2 separate regions of the Mus musculus genome follow, and region 2 is linked to region 1. A link is a contact called in public HiChIP or PLAC-seq data. All regions are on one chromosome and are shown on one strand. The core of a region is the stretch at or near the end of the contact, and the rest is flanking DNA. Distances in the headings are between cores, read along the strand shown. Region 1 holds the start of Ubtd2 (ubiquitin domain containing 2). Region 2 overlaps Stk10 (serine/threonine kinase 10).

Evidence for each region. HiChIP or PLAC-seq counts read pairs in DNA pulled down with a chosen protein or histone mark.
Region 2: an HNF4G HiChIP or PLAC-seq map of pancreatic cancer cells shows a contact between it and region 1. The contact joins the enhancer-like site here to the promoter of Ubtd2 in region 1. A contact is called at or near these places in 7 of 39 promoter capture datasets (the 3T3-L1 cell line, 3T3-L1-derived adipocytes, the C10 cell line and 4 more), 6 of 484 Hi-C or Micro-C datasets (bone marrow-derived macrophages, cerebral cortex, cranial neural crest and 2 more), 16 of 115 datasets of contacts at active chromatin or transcription factors (the HPC-7 cell line, bone marrow-derived macrophages, craniofacial prominence and 13 more) and 3 of 9 other capture datasets (adipose tissue, liver and pancreatic islet).

Annotation. Positions count from the first base shown.
Region 1 is chr11:32,452,473-32,457,277 of GRCm38.p6, forward strand. It overlaps Ubtd2 (ubiquitin domain containing 2), which reads left to right and starts at 2,898. Exons shown (of 3, transcript NM_173784.4): 1 at 2,898-3,074. The coding sequence starts at 3,005.
Region 2 is chr11:32,562,561-32,567,365 of GRCm38.p6, forward strand. The region is part of intron 2 of Stk10 (serine/threonine kinase 10); the gene reads left to right. Among named protein-coding and RNA genes, the nearest start is that of Stk10, 32 kb to the left of the region's middle. Within about 2 kb of position 2,626, at least 175 of the 459 cell types and tissues checked have an H3K27ac peak or open chromatin away from gene starts, as enhancers often do. A contact at or near this core is called in the HPC-7 cell line, adipose tissue, bone marrow-derived macrophages and 4 more, where this site is marked.

The sequences.
Region 1 (4,805 bases), core at 1,648-4,147:
GATTAAATTTGTTTGTTTGTTTTTCGAGACAGGGTTTCTCTGTGTAGCCCTGGCTGTCCTGGAACTCACTCTGTAGACCAGGCTGGCCTCGAACTCAGAAATCCTCCTGAGTCTGCCTCCCGAGTGCTGGGGTTAAAGGCATATGCCACCACTGCCCAGTTGGATTTAATTTTTAAATTTTTATTACTTTGAAAAATCGTAGGGGAAGTGTATATTGTACATTGTTTCTGAAAGTTATTACAGAAGGTTATTAGGTGTGTGTGTGCTGTGTACATTGCTTGTGTGTGCACATGAAGGACAGAGGTTGACATTGGGTGTCTTTCCTCCATTGCTAATCACCTTTTTTTTTTTGGTCTCGGCATCAAGATTGGCCCCGACCGGCACTCACATGTACCCGCCCCACACAAAACTCAGTGGACAACCCTTAAGAAATGACATCCAAGGTTGTTTTCTAGCCTCCACAGACATTCACATACACATGAATAAACACACACACACACAGTTGGGCATAATGGTTCATGCCATTAATTCCAGCATTCAGCAGAAAAGAGGAAGGCAGATCTCTGTGAGGGTGAGGTCAAAGCTATATAGTGAGACCATCTCAAAGAAAAGGGAAAGGGAGAGTATATATAGCAATAATTTATCTACAGATAATCATATATATATATATATACATATATAATCATAGAGATATAAATGTATGAACATGTTTCTTAAGTGTTAGATTGGGCAAGCAATGAATTTAGATAGGTGAGGCTAGATATGGAGTAAACAGAGGAGTTAATACGGTGCCCCTACAGAACTTGGAGTATTACTTGTTGGCCCTGTTTTACCGGCAAGAAGAAACCTGGGCTCTACAAAAAGTTAAAGTCATACAGGGAATACAAGATGGAAGCCAGATTCCAACCCAGGAAGTTAATAGCAGATCTGGGGCTGAGTTACAGCTACATGACTCTGCTCCTGGGAACATGTGTCTCTGTTCTAAGATGCAGGCAGGATGGCGAGCAAGCACTGCTAAGAATCTTTCCACTAGATTGCTCTCTCTTGCTGGCGCCAGTGTACTGCTCAGCAGAAAGCCCTTAGCATTTGGGTGCCTACCATCTGTTTAATAGACATCGTACAAGTCTTGGTTGCTGCAATTTCTGGAGTGAAATTCAGGACAAAGCAATCTCTTTGCAAATTCTCAGACAGCCTCTCTCCTTCAGGGAAGAGATAAAGTGACTAGTATCTGACAACGTGAGCATTCAGCTGGGAAGGATCAGATAGACGGCTCTGTGACACGGCTGTTACCAAGCCCTTATGGAAAAGCAAGCTCTGAAAATCCGTAACAACATCTAACTGTATACTGCTTATTTTTTTCAGAGCTCAGGCCTACAGTGACGGTAAAGCTAATCCTTCAAGCATTAAGACAAAATAGTGGACTTCTATTTCAGAGCCATTTCTGTGTTTTCATATAAACCCAGAGCTTTGTTTGTTTAACCCAAATTTTTGCCTGCCTAGCAAATGAATACCAGGCCGCAAATTTTAATTTGGACTTTTTCTGAAAGCTAGACTCCCAGATGTGAAATAACCCCACTCAAATGGTAGGAACATTTTTAAAGCTGTTGATTGGCACTGCCAAACCTTTGCAAAAAGATTGAACCAATTTACACTCCCACCAGCAGTGCATGAGAATACATTTAAATGCAAATCCTAAGAAGCAGACTGTCTCTTTCTTAGGTATTTCACTTAAAAAAAATTTTTTTTTTAATGCTAAGCAAAAGCTGACCCAGGGTTTTATAAAAGGAAAGTCTGGCATAAAAGTGGAACAGCTTAGGCAAAAAAAAAAAAAAAAAAAAAGAAAAAAAAATGCTTTCAAAGACCCAAGCACCCAAGCAGGCCGATAAAAATGTTAAGGCGCCACAGCAAGGAGCACAACTCCAAAGGGGCCATTAACAGTTTGGCTTAGGTTGGGATGGTAACCGCCAAGAATGTTGGGCGTGGTCAATGTACCAAATTCTAGTTTATAAAATGCAGAGTATTAATATTAATACTTCACTTTGTTCTAAAGACGACTTAAGATGTCTAATGCCAGGATCTAGAGTGGTAGTATTGTCGGTAAAGCGAAGCCTGTGGGAACGATACACACACCCGTGCCCCTTCGCTCCCCGCACGGGACAACAGGCCTGCACAATCAGAGAGCACCTCTACCAAGCGGGCGCAGTGATGGCAGGGGCTGCGGACCTGGGGTAAGGGAAACCCAGACTCGGTGGCCAGCTCGCTGCTTTCCACAAATTCAAGGGGTGCAGGGACTTGCGGTCAGGCTAACCCCTCTAAGCACGCCCAGCCCGTCTACGACCCAGAGTCTCCTACGACTCCTCGGTACCCTCTCCCACCGGCCACACCAGAAGGAGCCCCACCTCGTCCTCAAGTAAGGACGAGCTGGCCACTTCGTCCTTACTTGAGTCCTCCCCCTTCTTTCCGGCCCACCTCCGCTTGCCCCCTACTCTCCCGGCCTCGGGCGCTCGTCTCCACTCGGTTCTGCTCGGTATTCTCCGCCCCCTCGGTGCATGCAGCCAATCAGAGCGCGGCCCCGCCCCTCGAGGCCGTTCCAGCGGGCCGGCCGAGTGCAAGCCGAGCCCGGCTGAGGGTGGCGCCGCGGGCGGGGGCGATGGGGCCTGGCAGCCGGGTGGCGGCGGCGGCAGTGGTGGGGCTTGCCTAGACGCGGGGGCGCGGGGAAGTGAGGGGCGAGCGGGCGCTGCGGCCCGCCCGGGATGGGCCAAGCCCGGCCTGGCGGGGCCGAGCGGGAGCCGAGGAAGGCACGCGGGCCGGGCCTGCGGGCCAGGCGGCCGGGGGGCTGAGGTAGAAGTGGGCGCGGAGGAAGGGGCTGGGCGAGGCGGTGGGAGGAGCGGCGAGGGGGCGGAGGCTGAGCGGCGAGAGAGCGGCGCCTGGCCCGAGGCGGCGACGCGGGAGCAGGCTGAGGCGGCGGCCGGGACGAGCGCCCTGAGGTGGCGGCCGCGGCCCCATGGGCGGGTGCGTGGGCGCCCAGCACGACTCTTCGGGCAGCCTCAACGAGAACTCGGACGGCACGGGAGGTAGGTGGCGCCAGGGGGCAGCCGCGGCCCCCCATTGTTCGCGGCGGCGGCCACCTGTCCCGACCCCGCGCCCCTTTGTCGTTTCTGCTCTGCGTCGGCCCCGCCACGCGCTTCGGGCCCCACGCGGGACCGCGGGCCTAGGCCTGGATTGGGGGGTACTCTAGCTGGGAGGACAACTCGGCTGCCGGATTGCGGCTCGTGGGGCCGGGGAGGGGGACAGCCGGGAGTGCCCCCGACGGGCCCCGCCGCACCCCCAGCCCTTCCCGCGTCGGCAGAGTTGGCCGGGCTCAGCTTTCCTGAGTTTCGGATGACAGCTGCCCCGGTTGGTTCCAGTTTCTGGAGCTGGGTTGGGGAAGTCTCCAAGTGGCCATGGGCAGTGTTTTATGGAGGAGGGGGGAGACGATCGGCCCGAGGAAAACGTGGCTCTCTGCTGCTGCCAGGGGCGTTAGCCCAATGTGCCGTCGGGGCGCACTCGTCAAATTCCGATGTGTCTTACGTAAAAGGAAAACGTGCAGGATAGAAAGTACCCCAGTATAAGATTAGTGCTTTGAGTAAAAGTTTTTCCAACGCGACTCGCACTTCTGGGTTACCGTAACCGTGATGAGAGGTCTCTTAATTCCATTCGTAGTCGTTGTAGAGGGATAGGAGTGGTAAGATTGACTCTGCTTTTATTGACCTTAAAAGTGCGGAGCCCATCCAGTATATAGAGTGTGTAGAAGTTCGAACCTTGTAGAAAAGAGCCACCAACCAGGGATAACATGATTTGATTCGAACCTTGTATTGGGTGCCTTCAAATCGGGTGCATATTTTAAAGTTGTTTAGTTGCATGAGAATAGGCACATCTTTTCACACCTTGAGACGACTCTTAGGCACCCAACTTTTGTACAAGACATTTCCCTTTTTACGTGATGTTTTAGCCGTTCCACTTCACTAAAATCTCTGTCACTAAATGTTGGGCAAGTTATTTGAGAACTCAGTGAAAACTGTCGTGAAAAAGTAGTCCATGGAAATGCTCCTTTGTAGTGGATTTCACGTCACAGCCTATTTACTTGGTGAGGTCCTTTTGACAACAAAGCCCAAGTGTAGAAAGGGCGTGATACCACTGGGCTGAGGGCAGATCAGTGATCAGATGGTACCAGTTAAGCATGCTAGTACTTACTAGCATTCAGTATAACTTTGACATATGTTAAAATTATAATATTCCTTTAAGATTGAGCCTTTTGGCAGTGCAACTTAGGATCCAATCACAGTATTAGCATGAGCTTTTAGAAGCATGAAATCCTAGCTTTAGATAATTTCTACCAGTAGCCTACAGTTAGATAGCTCTAATATCTGTTTCTTTCAACATTTAAGTTTTCTGGACCATAATCTGCAGTTTTTCTAAAGAGAAGTTTTAAAAGAGGGAGTACCCCGTCTTTTTCTTCTGGGGAAAGGACACGGGATAGCCCTGATGTAGCTGGCAGAAGACGGGTCTGTAGGGGATAAAAGAATTCTTTCTGGAATTTAATTTTGGAAGCCTTTGTTCTCCATTACTGTCATGAGAGGTAAGAGCTAACTGGAGCCAGCAACTCTGAAGGCTGGAGCTAGATGATCTTAAGCTCCAGGCCAGACCTGGCTGCATAGCAAAACTGTGTTACCAAAAAAACAACAAAAAGTTACTGTAATATGTGTTTCAGTTTAACATGTTAGCAGTTCTTTTTTGTTGTTGTTGTTTGAAAGGGAATGACTTTT
Region 2 (4,805 bases), core at 1,376-3,875, 110 kb after region 1:
ATCCAGGAGACTTGCCTCAGGAAGTCCCTACGGGGCCGTGGACAGCCCCATGGGCTTTCTGAGAATGTTGGGCATTCATGTGATGGGGGTACATGTGTGAGTGTACCCACACACGGTTCAGAGTCACTAATAGAAGACTTTGAATGTTCTAAACACAGAGTGATAACAACTGTCTGATAACTGTCTGAAACGTGATAACCTAGAATGTCATAGTGCACTCCCCAACGTAAGTCGGCTAAAGGGACAGATGCTCCACGTGACCCAAGGCATGCTGGGTTGGAATCAGGAGACCTGGGGATCTCCCAGTACTCAGGCTTATTGACAAGCACCCCCTGCCCCCAACCCCTAGCCTCAAGGTCTCTACTTCCTTCTCCAGACTCAATGACCTGGCAATAAGTGACTCCCCCCAGTCCCCCAGGGCAGCTGGGGCTACCCCTTTGAGCCCACCTCTTTTCCTGTTGAGTGAGCCTGCCCCTCCTATTATTATAATTCGTTTTTTTTTTTTTTTAGTGTTTTTCTATGGAGATGGGGATCTGTTTTATTCTGTGTTTTTCAGACAGGCTCTCTATGTATCCCCTGGCTATCCTCAAACTCACTCTGTAATTCTTAATTCTGGATCCCTAGTCATCTGAACAGCCAGGGCAATCCTTCTCAGGGGTGTGAGGGCCCTGGGCATGGGCTCTGAGGGCTCCCTGACAGTCACTAACTTCTGCTCACCATTAAGGTCGGTCTCCCTCCCCTCCCACCCAGGTGCTGTGCACACACAGACCCCTCTCACCTCTGAGGCAGGTGCATTTCCTATGTCAGCCCTATTTTATACAGCGGACTCCGGAGGCTCAGCGAGGGTGCTATGGTTTGGATTAGGTTTTGTCCCCTGAGGACTCACGTGCTGGGACTTCATCCCAAGGGAAACACCGCAAAAGACTGGAGAAGTGAAAGGTAGTGGGCCCTTGTGCACTGCCCTTCTCCCTGCTTTCTAGAAGGATTGTGTTGACTTTGGAGTGTGCAGCTTCCCCTAGAAGGGTGAGCCTAGCAGTCCCACCTCTCTCCCAAGACTGCACCTCATGCAGCACCTCCTGACTTGGCTCAGAGAATGGTGGTTCTAACCTTCCCCCCCCACCCCACCCAGCGGGTCTGCCCTCAGTCCACCAGGGCTCCTGGTGGCCCTGACAAGGACTCTTAATTACAGCCCACAGCAGGAAGCCAGGCAATTGATCCTGCTCTCTTGTGTTTTGGGGCTTCCCCTTTTTGCTGGCCACTCCCCTGTTGCCCTCTCAGGAGGACTCAACAGGGCTGTCCCCATGAGAACCCTAACCCTGTGATTCTTGTGACCTCTGCTCCATTGTAAAACTGCTTATGTGGTTATGGCATTCCATAGGCCAGTCTCATGGGATTGATGCCACCCCCCTGGAGCAGGCGGAGACATTATTCATTCAGTGGTCATTCGTTCATACACTGAATTAGCTGCAGGAAGTTTTAGATGCTGGGAACACAGGCTCAGAGCTGGTCTAGTCTCTCAAGTGTCCTGTGAGGATGCCACTTGGGCGTTACTAGCTATATCTGTATTTAGTCCATTTACCAAACACTGGTCCCCTGTGTTACCTGTTTGACTGTGACCGGGAGGCAGGCTCTACAGTTATCCAGACTTGATGGATGAAGTTGCAGTTTCTGAGATGAGCAGACTGGTACACTCCATGAAGCCCAGGCATATCCTGGCCAAGGAGATGCATTGGCTCCATGAGGCTGTGCTATGGGAAAGAGGTGGCCCTGGGGATGTGGAAAGGCTGTGTCCCCACAACCCCCTTGTTAACTGGTGGGACTCGGGACCCTGACACTGCATATCTCTCTGGCTCTATGAGTTGTCAAGTGTTATCTGTTTGTTATACCCACTGTCCCATCTCACTATCCATCTCTGGCTTCAACCCTGCCTGCCTCTCAGGGATTCACTGCTATGAAGCCTTCAGTAAGTTATATGGTAGGGAATGCAAGCTCTGAGGAGGAGCCTCCTACACCATTGATGTGGCTCTTGTCCTGTGTGCCCTGTCTAAAGTATTCCAAGTCCTCGTCCTGAGTCCTTGGTGGCCATGATTGGAAATAGCCCTGGTTTATTCCCTTCTGGGCTCAGTGCTGTTTCTAGTTAGTCTTATGAAATGGTGGCCAGCCAGCCAGCCAGCTAGCCAGACTGAGTTGTCCCTCTCGAAATTGATTCTTTGACCTTCACTAGAGAACCTGAGCTTAGCTCTGACTTTAACGTTTCCTGCACTGTGGCCAGGAATGCAGCCCAGGGGACTCTGAGCCTGAAGCCCGGATGCCTAGTATCTAGGGTGGACTGACTAGGAGTGAAGCATGCCTGCCACAGAGTCACCTCAGTCCCATCTGAGAGATGCCTTGGGGCCTGGGCAAGCACCTTTGGGTATGGACATGGAGTGGAGGGTGGCTGGGGCCAGAACAGCAAACTGAACCGTCCACCCCTGCATGCATTCAAGGACCCAGGTTATTGCCTCTGATTCAAGCCTCATTCCAAGGCTGCCGGGTCCGGGGAAAGCTCATTCCTAACCCAGGCTTGCTGCAAGGTGGTGGGCGGAACTGGCATGGAAAAACAAGGCTGGACCGAGGAGGCCTCGTGGGTGTGGACGCCCCACTCAATGGCCACATTGTTTGGCTGATACTCAGAGGTGGGGAGGTCCAGGGACTCCACCTACAGGGACAGGCAGCTGACAGACTAGGCTGGATTTAGGTTGACTCTTGCTTTTTTTTTTTAAGTCTGCCTTCATGACTTCCTCTTTCAGGCTTTGGTTGACTAACCAGAAGCTTCCGTCTTCTGCACTGTGTTAGAGCCTGAAGGCCCCCAGCTCTTGACCTGGGGACTAGCTGCAGACACTATCCCTGCTTCCTCAAAGAGAAATGAATCCAGAGCGGAAAGGTGGCTGGCCGCAGGGTGGTTCAGCCGCCGCTCGTCACCACCAGCTTAAGTTTATTCCTTCTTCTTCACGTCTGTGCTGAGTAGCTTTGGGGCAGCCCTGTCAAGCCTCTATATTCTCATCTGTATAATAGGCTACCTGTGGCTCAAGGAATATTTATAGAATGCTTATTAGCACAGTGAATCTGCCCTAGTTTCTGTACATCTCAAAGTCATTTAACAAACACTTGTTGGTCATGTGCGGCTAGAGTCCTCTGTGCTTGTGGGTTCACCATCATCGGTACTGAACACACAGAGGCATCTTTCCTTGGCAGTGTTGCCTAGGTGATACAAGAGAGCAAGCATCCACTTAGCATTCCCATTGAGTTAGCCGCTGTCACCCTTCTAGAATCTTCCAGATGTGCGGGAGGATGTGTGGGTTCTGTGTGGACACGACACCATTCAGTCAGGGACTCTGGCATTGGTAGATTTCTATCTGTTGGGTCCTGGCCAGATTCCCAGACTGATGGACAATTGTACGAGGCCAGACTCTGACCACCAACGTTTCCCAAACACAAACTTGCTTGTTCTGTGAAAGAGTGACTACAGTCACACGGAGACCTAAAATGTTGATACCACAAAAGGTCATACAGATTTTGAGAACCTCATTTTCCAGATGGAGAAACAGGCCCAGGTAGGGGAAGGGTTAGGGTGGGACAGTGGCCCTTTATGGGGCTGTGTCCGTGTTGCTGTGTGTGCTCAGGAGTTTCTCACGTATAGGTCACCTGAGCTCTTGTTCCTGGTCAGTATATGGTAGTGGCCTCAGGAAAGGCCAGGGGTGGAGAATCGAGGCCCAGAGTCCTGAAGGTCAGCAGGGCGGTGGCTCACCTCTGGACTGTGTGTGACTCAATTGTCTCTGGGGGATGGTTACGGCTCTGGCATTGCCTGATGGGGCTGTTTGGGGGCTGTAAAAGTTAATGTCTAAGCCCTGGTGTGGCCAGGCCATGCTTATCTGGTCTGGGACATCCTGGTCCCTTTATCTCTGGGTGAGCAGCCTGCTCAGTCCATTCATGGAATGGAAGAGCCCAAGGGTTAGAGCCAGGAGGCGGAGGGGCTCATTCTCACTGACGCAGGGCCTGTGACTCAAGAAGCTTCCTGTGGCTTCCTCTGTGAGGTGGGATGGGGATGGGGGCTCTCTACACTCTCACAGGACCTACATTACCCCAATCCTGGTTCTGGCTCTGCCACTTTGTATTGCATGATCTGACTCTGAGACACAGGTCCTTGTATCTAAATGTGAATAAAATATCACCTAGTCCTGATCACACCAGGTGGCATTTATCAGCACATACCTACCATGTATCAGCCATGTGTTCTGGGTCCATGCTACAGTGAGCATCACCCCTAACTGAGATGTCAGCATCTTTCAGAGTATCTCCCGAAGAGCAAGTGTGACAATCCATGCAGAGCCTTTGCTCAGGGAATGGCATCAGAGAAGCACTCAGGCTGTGTTAGGTGTCATGGAAGGGGACACTGAAGCTGGCCTGGCTAGCCAGCCTGGAAGCTGGGCTGGAGTGACACATCATGTGGAAGACCTGCACACTTGGAACTTGCTGCTGCCACTTAGCTGGCCAGTTCTCCCGGGTCATCATTGAGTTGGGAAACAGGAGTAAGGTGGAGACATTAGAACATTCATTTCTGGGTCCCTCAGGCCTACGCAGTTACTGGCTCGGTTCTTCACATGCACAGTTGGCTCGTGGGCAGCAGAGAGGATGCTGTCTGGGAAAGCAGGGTGTCTTTTAGAGTGACCTGGGTGCTACTGTGTTGTGCCAATGACAAGGTTATCCCAGAATGTCCATGGCAGAGGCAGGGATGGCCCCCCACTGCTCAATTTCTGTTCTGTCAT